2 separate regions of the Oryctolagus cuniculus genome follow, and region 2 is linked to region 1. Evidence: chromatin contacts called from public Micro-C data. All regions are on one chromosome and are shown on one strand. The core of a region is the stretch at or near the end of the contact, and the rest is flanking DNA. Distances in the headings are between cores, read along the strand shown. Region 1 holds the start of SPATS1 (spermatogenesis associated serine rich 1). Region 2 overlaps SLC29A1 (solute carrier family 29 member 1 (Augustine blood group)).

Region 1 (6,516 bases), core at 625-3,124:
ATATCTTTCAAAAGAAAAGGAAACCAGAAGTCTTCGGTTAATGCGATCTGGTGAATCCCAGGGCCTCCCGCTCTGCTGGCACCACTAACTCAGGAACATGGAGCTTACCTGGTCTACCCTATAAATAGCAGCTTCGTTCTTGACCCCAAACCAGAGTAGGAACAGCAGAAAGTCTGGAGTCTGAAGTTAGAATCCCGGAACCCTGTTCTCCTCGCCCTCTCAGCCATGTGGAGCTCTTACTGGTTCTTCCTCCTGCAGCTCTCCTGGCCCCGGGGTGTCGATGACTGTACCTGCCTCTCCTCTCCGCCCTGTGAGGACGAAGGCCGCCTCCCTGGGTTATAGAAGACCAGGGAGCAAGCTAAGATCCTTTGGGACAAAGATGGCCCATTCTACAGCCCCCTCCTGCAGCACACAGCACGCTGGAACAGGAAAGCCACACCCAGAGCACATGCTCAGCCCAAGGCATTCTGGGAGACTGTTCCGCTCCAAGTGCTCCCAGACACCTCCTCTGCCAGAGGAGCCAGCTATTACTTCGGGGGAGCACTGGACCTAGCAGGTAAGAAGCCGGGGACCCAAATCAGCGTCCTTGGGTTTAATGCCTGGCTGTTCACCCCAGCTTCCTGCTGCTGCACACCCTGGCTGGCAGCGGTGATGGCTCACATGGTTGGTCCCCAACACCCACATGGGAGACCTGGGTTGAGTTCCCAGCTCCCAGCACTAACCCCTGCCCAGTCCCAGCTACTGCAGCAGGTATTTGGGAAGTGAACCAGTGGATTGGAACTCCCTCTGCCTCCCAAATTAATTAAAAACAATTTAAAAAAAAAAAAAGCATCCGTTTTTGAGCTACCAGCCGGTACTCAACTTCAGCCTTTCCTTAGTGTTCCTGATCTCCACCCAAGCTGCCCATCCAACAAACAGTGCCACAAATCTGCTAAGGTCCGAGCAGAGGAAAAACAGAAAGGGTAGGGGCCTGTGGAAACGCAGACTCACGCCAAATCCCAGCCTCACGCCAAATCCCAGCCTCACCGGCGTGCGCCAAGCACTGGACAGGGCAGCCTCTGCTCCCTGCCTGGTCCGCAACAGTCTTCCCGCGCTGTTCCCAGGGAGGTCCCGGCCGGGTAAGGGAGACGTCAATCACTCCTCAGACAGTCCTTTCCGTGTGCCCCAAACTGGCCTGCCCGAAAGCTTCCCACCACGCCCCTGGGCCCTGGGATACCACGACCGCTGGATGCACACCCAGCCCTCAGCCTCTCCAAGAACTCAACTGTAACTCCTCTCGTCCTGGGCCATGCCGGCATCCCTTTCTCTGGAACCTTCTCCAGCTCTGTGCTGCAGATAGCTCTCGACGTGCTGTGGAGGTGGCGACTCCGCGTGCGGCCCCCTTGGGAACATGGAATCCCCTACGCACGAGATGATGGGAAACATTAGAAGCAACCGAGACACACAAAAAAAGCGCCCTGTGAGAAAGGCGCCAGTCGCAACAAACCGCGGCACCCCACGCGCCCTAGAGAGGCCAAGGTCAGGGCTGGCCTCCCCCCACAGGTCGTTCGCACCTCCGCGGCTGCCCAGCCCCTGCCCAAGGGAGGCCCCAGGCTGTGCCCGGATCAACGCACCGAACTGCCAGGTGCCTGGCGGGGGAGCCGAAAGCCCAGCGGCGAGAGCGAGAAGGAGGTCGCCGCCGCCGCCGCCGCTGGGCGCTTCCATCGCCAAGACGCGTTCCGCGGTTGCTGGGACACCGCGCCCGCCCCGCGCCCAGCCGGGCCGGGCTTCCGGGTCCTCTTCTCCCGCGGCATCCAGGCTCCGGGTCCCTCCGGGCAGGATGGAGCCTCCAGAGAGGCGGCTCCTGCCAGGGCCAGCCATCGCCGCTTAAATGTTCTCGGTTGTTTTTCTTTTTTTTAAGAGTTAGGGTGCTTTTCCAGGACATTTTTATTGCTAGAACGGTAGCCCTCCAGGAGCTGGGAATGCGCCTCCACAAAGCTGGCTGGTGCCCTTACAATTGGCCTGGATTGGACAGGATTCACCTGCCACTTACAGAGTGCCTTTTCTGGGCCAGGCGCCCTGGTGATGCTATCTTCCTAACACAGCCTGGTGCATTTTTCAAAATAGGAAACTGACTTTGAGCAAGGACCTGCTCAAGGTCGCCGGGAAGGCTGGGTTGCATTTCTGAGTCTGCTCATTCTAAATCCACCACAACTTTGATGACTCTTTCCAATCCTATTAGGTCTTTTACACAAAACTTTTTATTTCCAAATCTAGCTTAAGCCCCTAAATTCATATTTAGACTTAGTTTCACCTTTAATGAAGTGACCCAAAAAATGTGCTTTTATTTTTGATTTAAAAAAATGTGCAGATAACAAAGTAAGTGGTCCTCATAGAAATCTTGGGAAACATTGAAAATTATTGCTAATACCCGCAGTCTCACAATTCAGAGATCAACCACTGTTCCAGGTATGTAGCTACTGCTGAATAACAAGTCGCTTCAAATTCTGTTGCTTTTAACCACAACAATCACCATATCTCTGGGTTTTGAGGGCTGGCTAGGTGAAGCTGAGCTGTTCACCCTCGGGGTCTCTCCTGCGGTGGCATCAGGTGGCGGATAGAGCTTCTGCCGAAGTCTGATGACTCAAGTGGATTGTCCGCTGGGGCCTTTGCCAGGTCACCTACCTACGGGCATCCCAGAAACACCAGGCAGGAGCAGTACTGCCTTCCAAGTCTCCACTTCGGGGAGAGGGAACCCAGGCCCCACCTCCTAGTAGGAGAATCAACACATTGTATGAAGAGCCTGGGGGATTGGGGATCTGTCCTGTCCTGGAGAACATAAGAACATAAGATGCCACACTCCTTAAGTATAAGGGCTACTTCCTCTCTGTCCTTTCTCTTTTCTTTTCTTTTCTTTTTTTTTTTTTAAGATTTATCTTATTCATTTGAAAGACAGAGTTACAGAGAGAGGTAGAGACAGAGAGAGAGAGGTCTTCCATCCACTGGCTGCAATGGCCAGAGCTGTGCCAATCCGAAGCCGGAGCACCACGCAGGTGCAGGGGCCCAAGGACTCAGGCCATCTTCTACTGCTTTCCCAGGCCATAGCAGAGAGTTGGATTGGAAGAGGAGCAGCTGGGACTAGAACTGGCACCCATATAGGATGCCGGCACTTCAGGCCAGGGCGTTAACCCGCTGTGTGACAGCACCAGCCCCTCTGTCCTTTTTCAATGCACATATATGTTAATGTAATTACAATCTAGCAATATATCCAATTGGACTTTTAAGGTATTTTATCCTGAGCACTTCCCTCTGATTAGAGTTTTTCAAAACATAAACATTTTGTCTGTTTAATTCTCCTGTGATAGAAGAGATAATAGCTTTATCACAGAAATGTTTGCTGGGCAACAGCAGAGCTATTAATGGCGTCACCCAGGATGCTGGCAATGATGGGAAGACAGTGATTTTTGTCTTAGTCCACTGCTCTGGGCCAAGCACCTAGCAAAGTGCCTGGCACATAGAGACACTCAATGACCATCTGTTTCAATGAGAGAATAATTGGGTGGATAAGAGGGTGGGCAAATAGATATATGGGTGTATAGATAGATGGATGGATGATTAAAATGATTGAGCTGAGCCTCGCTCTCTCCTGTTTGCCTTCTCCTGAGAGGAAAGAAACCAGGTTACACACACACACACACACACATACATACCCACAGCCAAGATGTCAAGATCTAGCTGTTGGGCCAGTGACGGCAACACAAGTGTGTAAAACCTCGAGTGGAGTTCTGTGACCTGTGGCTCACACCCTGCTGTTACACTGCTGCTTAAACCTCCCAGCCGCTTTGTTCTCCACCCTTGGGCAAGTTTTATTTATTTCCATGTATTTGTTTTTATTTGAAAGGTAGAGACAGACAGACAGACAGACAGTGAGAGAGCTCCCACCTGCTGGTTCACGCTCCAAATGCCCACAACAGTCATGGCTGGGCCAGGCTGGAGCCAAGGACCTGGCGCTCAATCTGGGCCCCCCATGTGGGTGGCAGGGACATAAGTGCTCAGGCCATCACTGGCTGCCTCCCAGGGTGCATACTCATTAGCAGGAAGCTCGGGAGCCAGGACTTGAACCCAGCACTCTGATACAGCATGTGGGCATCCGACGCTACAGTGCTCTAAATCTGAGGTGCCTGCTGCATTGGGGCCTGATGGGCAGCAATCCTGAGGCTTGGTGCACACCGAGCCACCTAAGGGGGTCCCTGAGGCTGCAGAGCTGCCCCAGGTCAACTTGGCCTCCCTTGCAGCCTACGGGGGCCCAGGACTTCCCACGCCTAGCAGCCCTGTCAGCAGAGACAGGAGTGGGGGATCCTGGTCTGCCCTCAAAGCCTGCTGAAACTCCCAGAAAACCTTGCGCACCACCAGGAGGGTGAATGCCATAGAGAAGAAGAGCTTCTCCAGGGTTCCCTCACCAGCCCTTGGCCTCAAACCAGGCCCAATTTGGAGGTCCCTGTGGCACCTGCACAGGAATGCAGGGGCGTGGGGCTGGCCCCAGGCCTTGGAAGCCAACTCTGCCTGCTGTCCAGCTTCAGGGCCCTCCTTCCAGCTCCACAGTCCACACGCCTGATGTGCCCAGAGCCTGGCTCTCCCAGATGCGAATGAGCCCAGGAATCTTGGGGCTGCAGGTGGCCTCAGCGTGTGCGGGGATTGGGCAGGAAGAATTACGTGCTAATTCAGTGCTAACTAAGTATTAAATACTAAGCACATGGAGTTGCTGTTCTGGAGGTCAAACAGGATCCCACATCAGCAATTTCATGCTAGCCAACCTAGTCGTGGAAGGTGGGCCTTTCTAGTAGGTTCCAGGGCAAAGTCAGAGGAAGAGGGGGCTGGACTTTAGCCCCCAGCTCCCCTCCTCCACCCAGGAGGACCCCATTTTGCTGCCAGGGATGGGAGTGTGGCTCTGGGAAGGGTGACAGACAATGAGGCACCTGGGGAAACCATAAGAATGAGGTGCCCAGGGGTCAGTGCTGTGGCATAGTAGGTAATGCCGGCAATTCATATGGGCGCCAGTTCAAGACCTGGCTGCTCCATTTCCCATCCAGCTCTCTGCTATGGCCTGGAAAAGTAGTAGAAGATGGCCCAAGTCCTTGGGCCCCTGCATCCAAGTGGGAGACCAGGAAGAAGCTCCTGGCTCCTGACTTCGGATTGGCGCAGCTCCGGCTATTGCGGCCAACTGGGGAGTGAACCAGTGGATGGAAGACCTCTCTCATTCTCTCTCTCTCTGCCTCTCCTTCTCTCTCTGTGTAACTCTGACTTTCAAATAAATAAATAAATCAGAGCTGCGCTATCCGAAGCCAGGAGCCAGGAGCTTCTTCCGGGTCTCTCATGTGGATGCAGGGGCCCAAGGACTTGGGTCATCTTCTACTGCTTTCCCAGACCATAGCAGAGAGCTGGATCAGAAGAGGAGCAGCCAGAACTAGAACCAGCGCCCATATGGGATGCCGACGCTTCACGCCAAGGTTTTAACCCGCTGCGCCACAGCGCTGGCCCCAAATAAATAAATAAATCTTTAAAAAAAGAAAAAAGAATGAGGTGAACAGAAAGCAAAGGGAGGAGAGATACCAAACAAATTCTAGCCTGTTTCTCTCAGGTCTCAGCACAGCAAAAAGTGCCTGCATGGAGGGAAACTTGAGCTTAGCAGGGTGTGTTGTTCGATGGCTGAGGGATCCTAGACGTTGATAGAAAATCCCTGTTTGCTAAACCTCAGGAGCTGCAAGCTACAGAAGGGGTGGGGGCGGGGCGCTGGGGAGGGTGGTCTGGGAGGAACCGCTCTTCCCCAATGTCAGGGAAAGGTCACCCACCACAAACTGCGTCTAACCAGCTCATCCCATAAAACCACACCAGAGGGCAGTGTAGACCCAGACATGGGAACTACAGCGCGAGCCCAGGATCTCTGCTGTGGCTTCCAGGCTGAGGCGCCACAGGGCCTTAAAAAGGGTGCTGGGAAGAGGTGTTGAGTGGATTACTGAGCACAGCTGCCTGGCAGGCAGAGGGCCCGGGCCAACCCCGGGGGCCAGGGAGCTCAGCTAGCTCAGAACTGGCCACCACCAGCAGCACCCCCCAGGCCTTTCAAATGCATCGCCAGCCGTTCAAGTCAGGAAACAATTGTCAAGCACCTACTATGTCCCAGGCTCTGTGCCAGGCACAGGGGTTCCCAGGTAGGCAGAACGCAACCTCTTCACATTCGTTACCTGTCTCAGCTATTGCACAGTAAAGTGATAATAGAGTTAGCCCCATGGGTTGGTTGGTTTGTTTGTTTAAGATTTGTTTATTTATTTGACAGGTAGAGTTACAGACAGAGGGAGAGACAGAGAGAGAGGTCTTCCATCCGTGGGTTCACTTCTCAATGGCTGCAACATCCTGAGCTGGGCCAATCCAAAGCCAGGAGCCACGAGCTTCTTCTGGGTCTCCTAAGCAGGTGCAGGGGCCTAAGCACTTGGACCATCTTCTACTGCTTTCCCAGGCCATAGCAGAGAGCTGGATTGGAAG
Region 2 (7,315 bases), core at 1,583-4,082, 110 kb after region 1:
CGGTGTGACTCAGTCTTTCCTTGCCACTGCTGGCGCAATCTCAAATGTCTGTCCTCCTCCACCATCACCCGCACTAGGCACCCCTTTCCGTCTGTGGCAGGGCCGTGTGGTGTTCTGGGCCTCCCTTGACTACCAAGGTAAAACCGGACCCCACACTGGTTCAGCCCAGAGCGAGTTACAGTCAGGGGGAGGTGCGGGAACAGGTGGCACCACAAACAAGCCTGCCCTACTCAACTGTTCTGCCTGCCGCCTGGCCTGTCCAGGTACAAGCCACGCCTCTTGGGTACGCAGGGCTCCTGGGCTGTTGACTGGCTCACCTCCTGCTGGGCAGACAGGAAGTGGCACACAGTGGGGGCCCAGGTTAGGCACCAGGAAGGACTCTCTGCTGGTTTCACCTGGGCAGGATGACGTGAGCTCAGTGTCCCAGGAAGCTTGGGTGGATCCAGAGTCAATGGACCACCAGGTGGGGGCGGAGGAGACTGACTTACCTGGAGCTTTGCAATTTGCATATTTTTGCATCCTTTACCCTTTCGGCCTTGGCTTTCTGGAGTGGGCACAGCAGTGGTCATGACTTTGCAGGATTATTGGGGGATCAGATGGGGTCGGGTGTATAAGACAGTGACAGCAGAAGAGAGTGTTAAGTCCTCTCCCTGCTCAGTATCTCAGTGCAGCATCACAGCTGGCCAGGTAGGCAGGGCAAGTATAACTACAGCGAGCAGCGAGGAAAGTGCGTGCTTCAAGGTCACCTGGACACAAGGGGGCAGTGCAGTCGGTCTGACATCCTTGGTCACCCACCTGCCTGGACTTAGATGTACAGGGTGGGTGGGGGCCGCGCTCCCGCCAGGGGGCGCTCCAGAGGGTGCCGTCATCCTCCTCCTCTCCCCACCCCCCGCGGGGTGGGGCTGGGACAGGCAGGCCCTAGTAGGCTCCTCGCCCCCTCCCTGGCTGCGCGCTGGGTCGCTGGGTCCGGACCGCCCGCTCCCGCCCCGTGAGCACTGGTTCACACTGGAAATGGCTGGGGTGGAATTAATGAGGCTTGGTTCTGGAAGCTTCCGGAGGCTCGGGAGCAGGGAGGGAAGCGAGTCTCCGGGGTGGGGGGCTGGGCAGACCATGTCCAGGTTGGTCCCACAGACCCTTGCGCCCCGTGGCTCTGGGGACCTCACCTCCCAGGCTGTCCTGCAGATGCCCTGCAGGTCTTTAACACGTCTCCTGGGGCAGGTGTTGGCCCCGACAGGTCTTTGCGCCTCGTCAAGAAATCAGGACCCGTTCTAAGGACATTTAAGAGAGAGGAGCCAGGGCTGCACCGCGGGTACATGGCGGGCTCAAGACAGAATCCTGAGCCCTGAATCCCAACCAGGGAGTGGGCAACGCCTTCTGGGGCTCTGCTGACTCGATTTAGCCCTCACCCCGCAGCCTGGAGCCAGAATGCCACCCTGCTGGGTCACAGGGTGCCGCAGGTCTGCCGAGAGTCCCCACCCCCAGAGGCCAGGTCCCGCTGAGGCTGAAGGAGTGCATGAGGGCGCAGAACAGCTGACGAGGGCGGAGCCGGGGTCAGGGTGGGGACCGGACACTGCGGGCCTGGCCCACTCGCTGGACACTCTGTCTGTGCGTGGGCCGGCCTTGGGTTTCAGGCGGGGCTGGTCCTGTTACAGTGACTCTGCATGTCTCTGCTCACCTCCATTTTGAACACTCGTAGCTGTAACTGAGTTGGTTTTGCCAACAACTGGGCCCTCCGGCCACTCCCCCGGGATTACCACCTTCACGCTCTTTCCATATTCGCGCCCAAGGACTCACGGATGCAGCCAACTCCCGGCTCGTGCTTGAGGCTTCCTCGCCACTTTCCAGCCTGGCTGCTTGGCCTCAGGCTCCTAGCTTTGCAAGAGAGCTTCAGGCCCCAGCATCTCGCCGTGGAAGGACAATCGTGTATTGCAGTGGCAGCCACCCCAGGGAGGACAGAGCTGGACACAGACCCTTCTGTGCGAAGCCAGCCAGGGTCTCTGGTGGATGCACAGCCCTCCGAACCTCATGGGGGCAAAATGCTGAGGACTGAGAGAGAACATCCTTGCCCCCCCCCCAGCATGACTTTGCCTGCAGCGCGCCCTCTTGTGGCCGAGAATCGTCACTGCAGCCAGGCGGCCGCAGAAGTGGGAGCCCCTTTTTTGCACCCCCCCCGCCCCCGCCCCCACCCAAATTTACAGGTGGGAACCCTGAAGTGTGGAGAACGCCATGCTGTGGGATAGCTCTTACAGCCGGAAGAGCTGCAACGCCAGGAAGAGACCCTAACCACACAAACGGACAGTCTGGGAGCCAGGCAAAGATCAGAGTGTGACGGAAGTCCCCACATTACGGAAGTGCCGAGGGGGCACAAGAGGAAGGCCCTGAGCTGCCCGGTGCGGCTGCGGCTGCGGCTGCAGGAGGAACCGGAAGTGCTCTTCAGATTAGCAGCCTGCTCCAGGCGGCGGCTCTGTTTGTTTTCAAGCTATTCTGGTGGCCACGTGTGGGGTGGATTATGAGATCAGGAAGCACGTCCCGAAAGGCCAGGCAGGAGGTGAAGGCACCGGGGAAGACACACAGGCTTCCGGAGGGGCTCCCGGGTTGGGGGCACCGTGGCCAGGGCTCTGCGCCCACTTCCAGCCGGGCAGACCACAGACAGGAGTCCCCACTCAGAGGCTCCGACAGTCTGGTCCCTCCTCACCTCCCCACCCCCCACCGTTGAGAAGGAAAGGGTCAGGGCTCCCCCTGCAGCCACGTAGGGCCCTTGCTTCCCTGAAGTGCCGCGGGCCAAGCTTTGGTGTAGGGGCAGGGTGCCAGGTAGGCCTTAGCCTTTTCCTGCCTGCCCGTGGTGTGGGAGTGCGGCCAGGGGCTGGTGCGGGGGCGGGGGGAGCTGGCCAGGGTTGCAGAGGACAGAGCAAAGGGGGTGGCAGTGAGACAAAGGAGAGGCCTGGAGCTGTCTGTCCCCAGTCCTATGAAAGAGGGAAGGAAGCCGCAGAAAAAAACTTGGCCTTCCGCAGTCTGCGCCAACAATCAGGGTGTCCTGGCTCCACGCCGGTCCCTCCCCTGAAGCCCCAGCAGGGGGCGCTGCGGCTCCTTCCTCTGAGACCCAGCCCCTGCTGGATCCTGCTCGTGACCAGGGCAGGAAGCCACGGCTGGAGGACACAAGGAACCATTGAGGAGACCAAAAAAATGTTTATTTAATCAGAGAGCCTCTGAAGGCACCTGGTTTCTGTCGAGTATAAAAAAGGCAGTAAAACGGCACTATACAGGGTGCATGATGGGTAGGGATGAGGCGTGGGAGTATGGGAAGGGGAACACAGGGAAGGGCAGGCGGGCACAGGGAGAAAGGAGGGAGGGGGTATCGGATCAGACCCTACAACGGTCAGTCCTGTCCCATGGGCTCCCCAACCCGTCCCCGTCCAGGCAGACAGACAGACGGACCTGATGCACACATCCGCTCTGAGCCCAGGAGCCTGTCCTGCAGGGATCACTCACAGCCAGGTGTGGGGGTACTCACGCAGGTGCAGAGGCTGCACCCCTCCCTGACTGCACCCCTTAAAAGGCCACAGTGTCCCCAACGTCCATCCACAGAGGCTGCGACCTCGAGGCCCGGGCAGCCAGGCCCAGCACAGCAAGCAGAAGTCAGCTAGAAGAGAAAACCTCCAGGCCACTGGTGCCCAGCCCAGGCAGGACGAGGGAAGGGGACAGGAGGTAGGCGGGCAGTGCGGTCCTTTTGTCTATCTGTGGTCACACGATCGCCCGGAACAGGAAGGAGAAGACGGCCCCCAGCGCCAGACCCAGGCACAGGAAGAAGGCCATGATGGCTCCCGCCGTCTCGGCCTCAGCCGGCTTTACTTTCCTAGAGGACAAGGGCAGGACCTCAGCCCCATGGCGCGCCCCTCCCTCGGCTGCCCCTCCCACGCCACACCCCCTGCACTCACTTGGGCCCGAAGCACATGCAGAGGCTGGCGAGGTAGCCGTTGGAGAAGGCGAAGGCGGCCATGAAGAAGATGTACCAGGCGTCGTGCTCAAACACCACGGCCAGGTAGCGGCGCGGCTGCACGTTGCACAGTAGCAGCAGCGGCACGAACACCAGCCGCGCCAGCACCAGGCCCGGCAGCCAGCGGCTGTCCTTCCCCGGCTGCAGTGGGGGAGGGGGGCACCAGGAACAGCCTCAGCCCCCAAGAGCCTGCACCGAGACCACCTCCAGGTCTGGCACTCGGCGGGGGTACTGATGGGGACCCAGGGCCCTGTGGAGCCCATCTACCTCCTGATCAGGGTATGTGAGCACACACGCGTCTCTACAGGAAGCTGCACACTTAAGATTACACCCTGGGCTATTCATAAACGACCCCTTGATGTAAAAGGAAAAAGGACCCCCCTCGTCTCTCGGGCTCCCCTTCAGGGTCTCACAGCTGGTGCCCCCACCCCCAGCCCGGCCTCGACTCACCCACATGAAGATGGCCGTGAGACTTCGGCCCAGCCAGTCAAAGATGTTGAAAGTCAAGAAACAGGATACGGGAATAAAGTAGTTCCCTGGAGGAGAAGGAGGAGACGACAGGAGACGCTGGTGGCCAGGGTCAGATACGGCCACCTTGGCCCTCACGGGGCCTCAGCTCCCAACCCAGGAGGGGCAAAAGGACCCAGCGGACTGCACCCGGAGAGGAGGTACCCAGGGCCCCTTTGTGCCCCACTCCCCGTGCTGGGCGCCCATAGCGTCCTCACCCCAGGCGCTGGCACCGGCGATGCTGGACTTGACATCAGCGGTCACAGCGGGAAACACGCCGATGGTGATGGTGAAGACGAAGCAGATGGAGAGAGCCAGGACTGAGATCTACGGGGAAGGGGGAGGGGATTCGCCAGGTTCCCCCGACCCCCACCCCTCCACCCGGGAGAGAAGCTGGGGGCAAGGACCACCGTCTGGCCAGCAGGAAGGGGAGGGCAGTACCCACGTACGTTCTTGAGGATGGCTCGGATGGAGTGGCCTTTGCTGGCGGACTCGGAGCTGGGGGCTGCGGCTCCAGACTCCTCCTTGCCTGCTCGCGGCTCCTCTCCTGGGGGAGGGGGAGGTGGTGGAGGGTCTTTGAGTTGTGGAGAGGACAGAGATATATGACATAGACACTCCCCGGCAGGGCTGGGGTCACTCGGAGCCCTCGGCCGCACCTGCAGCTCAGTCCCCCAGGGCCCGACTGCCCCGACCTGAAACTGCCACCGCTCTGCCGTCAGCCCACATGCCTTGGGCATTCCAGGTTGTGCAGGCTCTCCCCCAGCCCCCCAGCCCTGGCTGCCAGCTAGCACGGGGTGCCCGTTCTCGTCCTCGCCGCCGCCCCTGCCCTGCGAACCTTTGCTGATGAGGTCCAGCTTGGTCTCCTGCTCCCCGGGCCCTTCGAGCTTGAGCTGCTGGTAGTAGCGGTAGAAGTCCTGCGGAACAGTGGGCACCGGGGCGGTGCGGTCAGAGGCAGGAGCCCCAGAATTCCTGCCTTCCCCCAGGTGTGGGCCTCAGATCACCGTGGGTCTGGCGCCCTGGACTCCGCCACCCCCAGGCCCCAGCTCCCCGAATTTGCTCACCAGCCGGGGCAGGCCCAGGTAACAGATGATGGTCAGAACGACAACCACACAGGCTGTGATAAAGTAGCCGAAGGCACTTTCTGACAGCTCCGAGCCAGCTGGGGTGGACGGTGCCAGTGGTCAGAGACCGGCCGTCCCCCTCCCCCACACCCCCAGGGCAGCGGCAAGAAGGCAGGAGGACTCACTGGCGATGGCGCAGATCATGGCCACTGAGGCGAAGAAGCCAGCCAGGCCCTGGCCACTCATGATGGGGGCCGTGTAGCTGGCGGGCAGGAGGCCAGCCAGACCAAACAGGCTGCCCTGCAGGATGGCGCCAAACGCTGGGAACAAGGTGGGTGTCGGCAGAGGAGCTGGGGCTGGCGGTCACCCAGCCTTGCACCCAGCTCCTTCTCCCTGTCCCTACCCCCAGCCCCGTCCCAGCTGCCCAAGGCCCGCGGGCTCCTCTCTGACTACGGTGGGTCAGGCCTCAGTCCACGGCCCCTCCCAGCCCCGGGCTTACAGTTTATGAGCATGATCTTGACCATGGTGAGGACGAAGAAGGGCAGAGCGTCCATCTGCACCTTCACCAGGATGGCCGTGACCAGGAACACCAGCAGGATGGCCACCAGGCTGCCCAGGATCCGCACCGACTGGGGAATCCTGCCAGAAGGGCAGGCCGGCCTGGGACTCAGCCCCGAGGGGAGCGGGAGGCGGCGGGGGTCGGGTGCGAGCGGCGGGGGAGGGGGTGGGCGCCCACCTCTGATGCAGGAAGGAGTTGAGGCAGGCGAAGAGCAATAGGGGCAGCATGGAACACAAGGTCATGACGTTGTTGAAGATGGCACTGAGAGGGCCGTGCTCTGGCGACGGCGCTGCGGGGGCATCTGAGGCCTGGATGTCCTTGTTCCGCTCAGCAGTGACCAAGGACATGTTCTGGGCCATGTCCAGGCGGTTTGTGAAATACTGCAGGGGTTGCACAGAGGGGCACTGAAACCTCTCGCGCGCACACTCTCGCTCTCTGCCTGTGCCTGCAGGCACAGAGCCAGGCCCTGAGGGCTTAGAGGACATGTACCCTGCAGCCCAGTACCCCCCTGCCCACCCGCCTCACCTGAGTGGCCGTCATGAAAAAATTCCAGGGCAGCAGTGTGCCCAGCCCCAGCATGAAGAAGATAAGCCAGACAGCTTTGTATCTGCAATGCAAGGAGGAGGGGCTGGGGAGAGCCACCCTCCCTCCCTGCCCGACAGTCCTCCCAGCTGTCCCCTGCGTCCTCCTGGGTGTGTGTGTGGGGGGGTGTCCTCCGACAGGGGATAGGGCGCCAGATGAGGCGAGGGGGAGGGGCCCAGGGACTCAAGACTGAACGGACCATGGTTCTCAGCCCTGGAAGACTCGGGGGACCCTGCAGGCTGGGAACCAGAGTGACCCACACACACACATCCGGGGAGGGGTGTGGAGGGCCTGCTGCAGGGCTGGGGAGGGCGGGAGAGGCAGAAGGCAGGCAGTGTCTTCCGCTCCCCAGCAGGCAGGCTGGAAGCGGTTACGCCGTCTGAGCAGAGACCCAGACCATGTGGTTCCCTGAAGAGGGTTGTGGGGTCAGGAAACTCCCAGACCATTCTGGAACCTAGTGGAGCAGGCAGGCGGGCGGGTGGCTGCGAGCGACGGAGCTAGCGCTGTTGTTTCCAGCCAGTCAGAACCAGCTTTGTAGGTCATACCACCTGGGGCAGGCCAGGAGGTACGGACAGGGCCCCTGGACATCCGCTGGGCCTAAGCCCAAGTGAG

What was found. A called contact is a pair of places that touch in the nucleus more often than the background predicts.
Region 2: a Micro-C map of ear pinna shows a contact between it and region 1, with 10 times the contacts expected there. The contact joins the enhancer-like site here to the promoter of SPATS1 in region 1. A contact is called at or near these places in 2 of 6 Hi-C or Micro-C datasets (ear pinna and an unstated tissue).

What each region holds. Positions count from the first base shown.
Region 1 is chr5:125,782,870-125,789,385 of mOryCun1.1, forward strand. SPATS1 (spermatogenesis associated serine rich 1) reads right to left here and starts at 1,875. Exons shown (of 8, transcript XM_070074045.1): 1 at 1,614-1,875; 2 at 1,266-1,400. The coding sequence starts at 1,860.
Region 2 is chr5:125,896,804-125,904,118 of mOryCun1.1, forward strand. SLC29A1 (solute carrier family 29 member 1 (Augustine blood group)) reads right to left here. Exons shown (of 14, transcript XM_008262977.4): 4 at 6,647-6,728; 5 at 6,299-6,501; 6 at 6,062-6,201; 7 at 5,748-5,882; 8 at 5,563-5,660; 9 at 5,337-5,415; 10 at 4,951-5,048; 11 at 4,720-4,828; 12 at 4,445-4,530; 13 at 3,936-4,135; 14 at 3,167-3,853. The coding sequence ends at 3,742. Among named protein-coding and RNA genes, the nearest start is that of SLC29A1, 12 kb to the right of the region's middle. Within about 2 kb of position 2,833, at least 4 of the 8 cell types and tissues checked have an H3K27ac peak or open chromatin away from gene starts, as enhancers often do. A contact at or near this core is called in ear pinna, where this site is marked.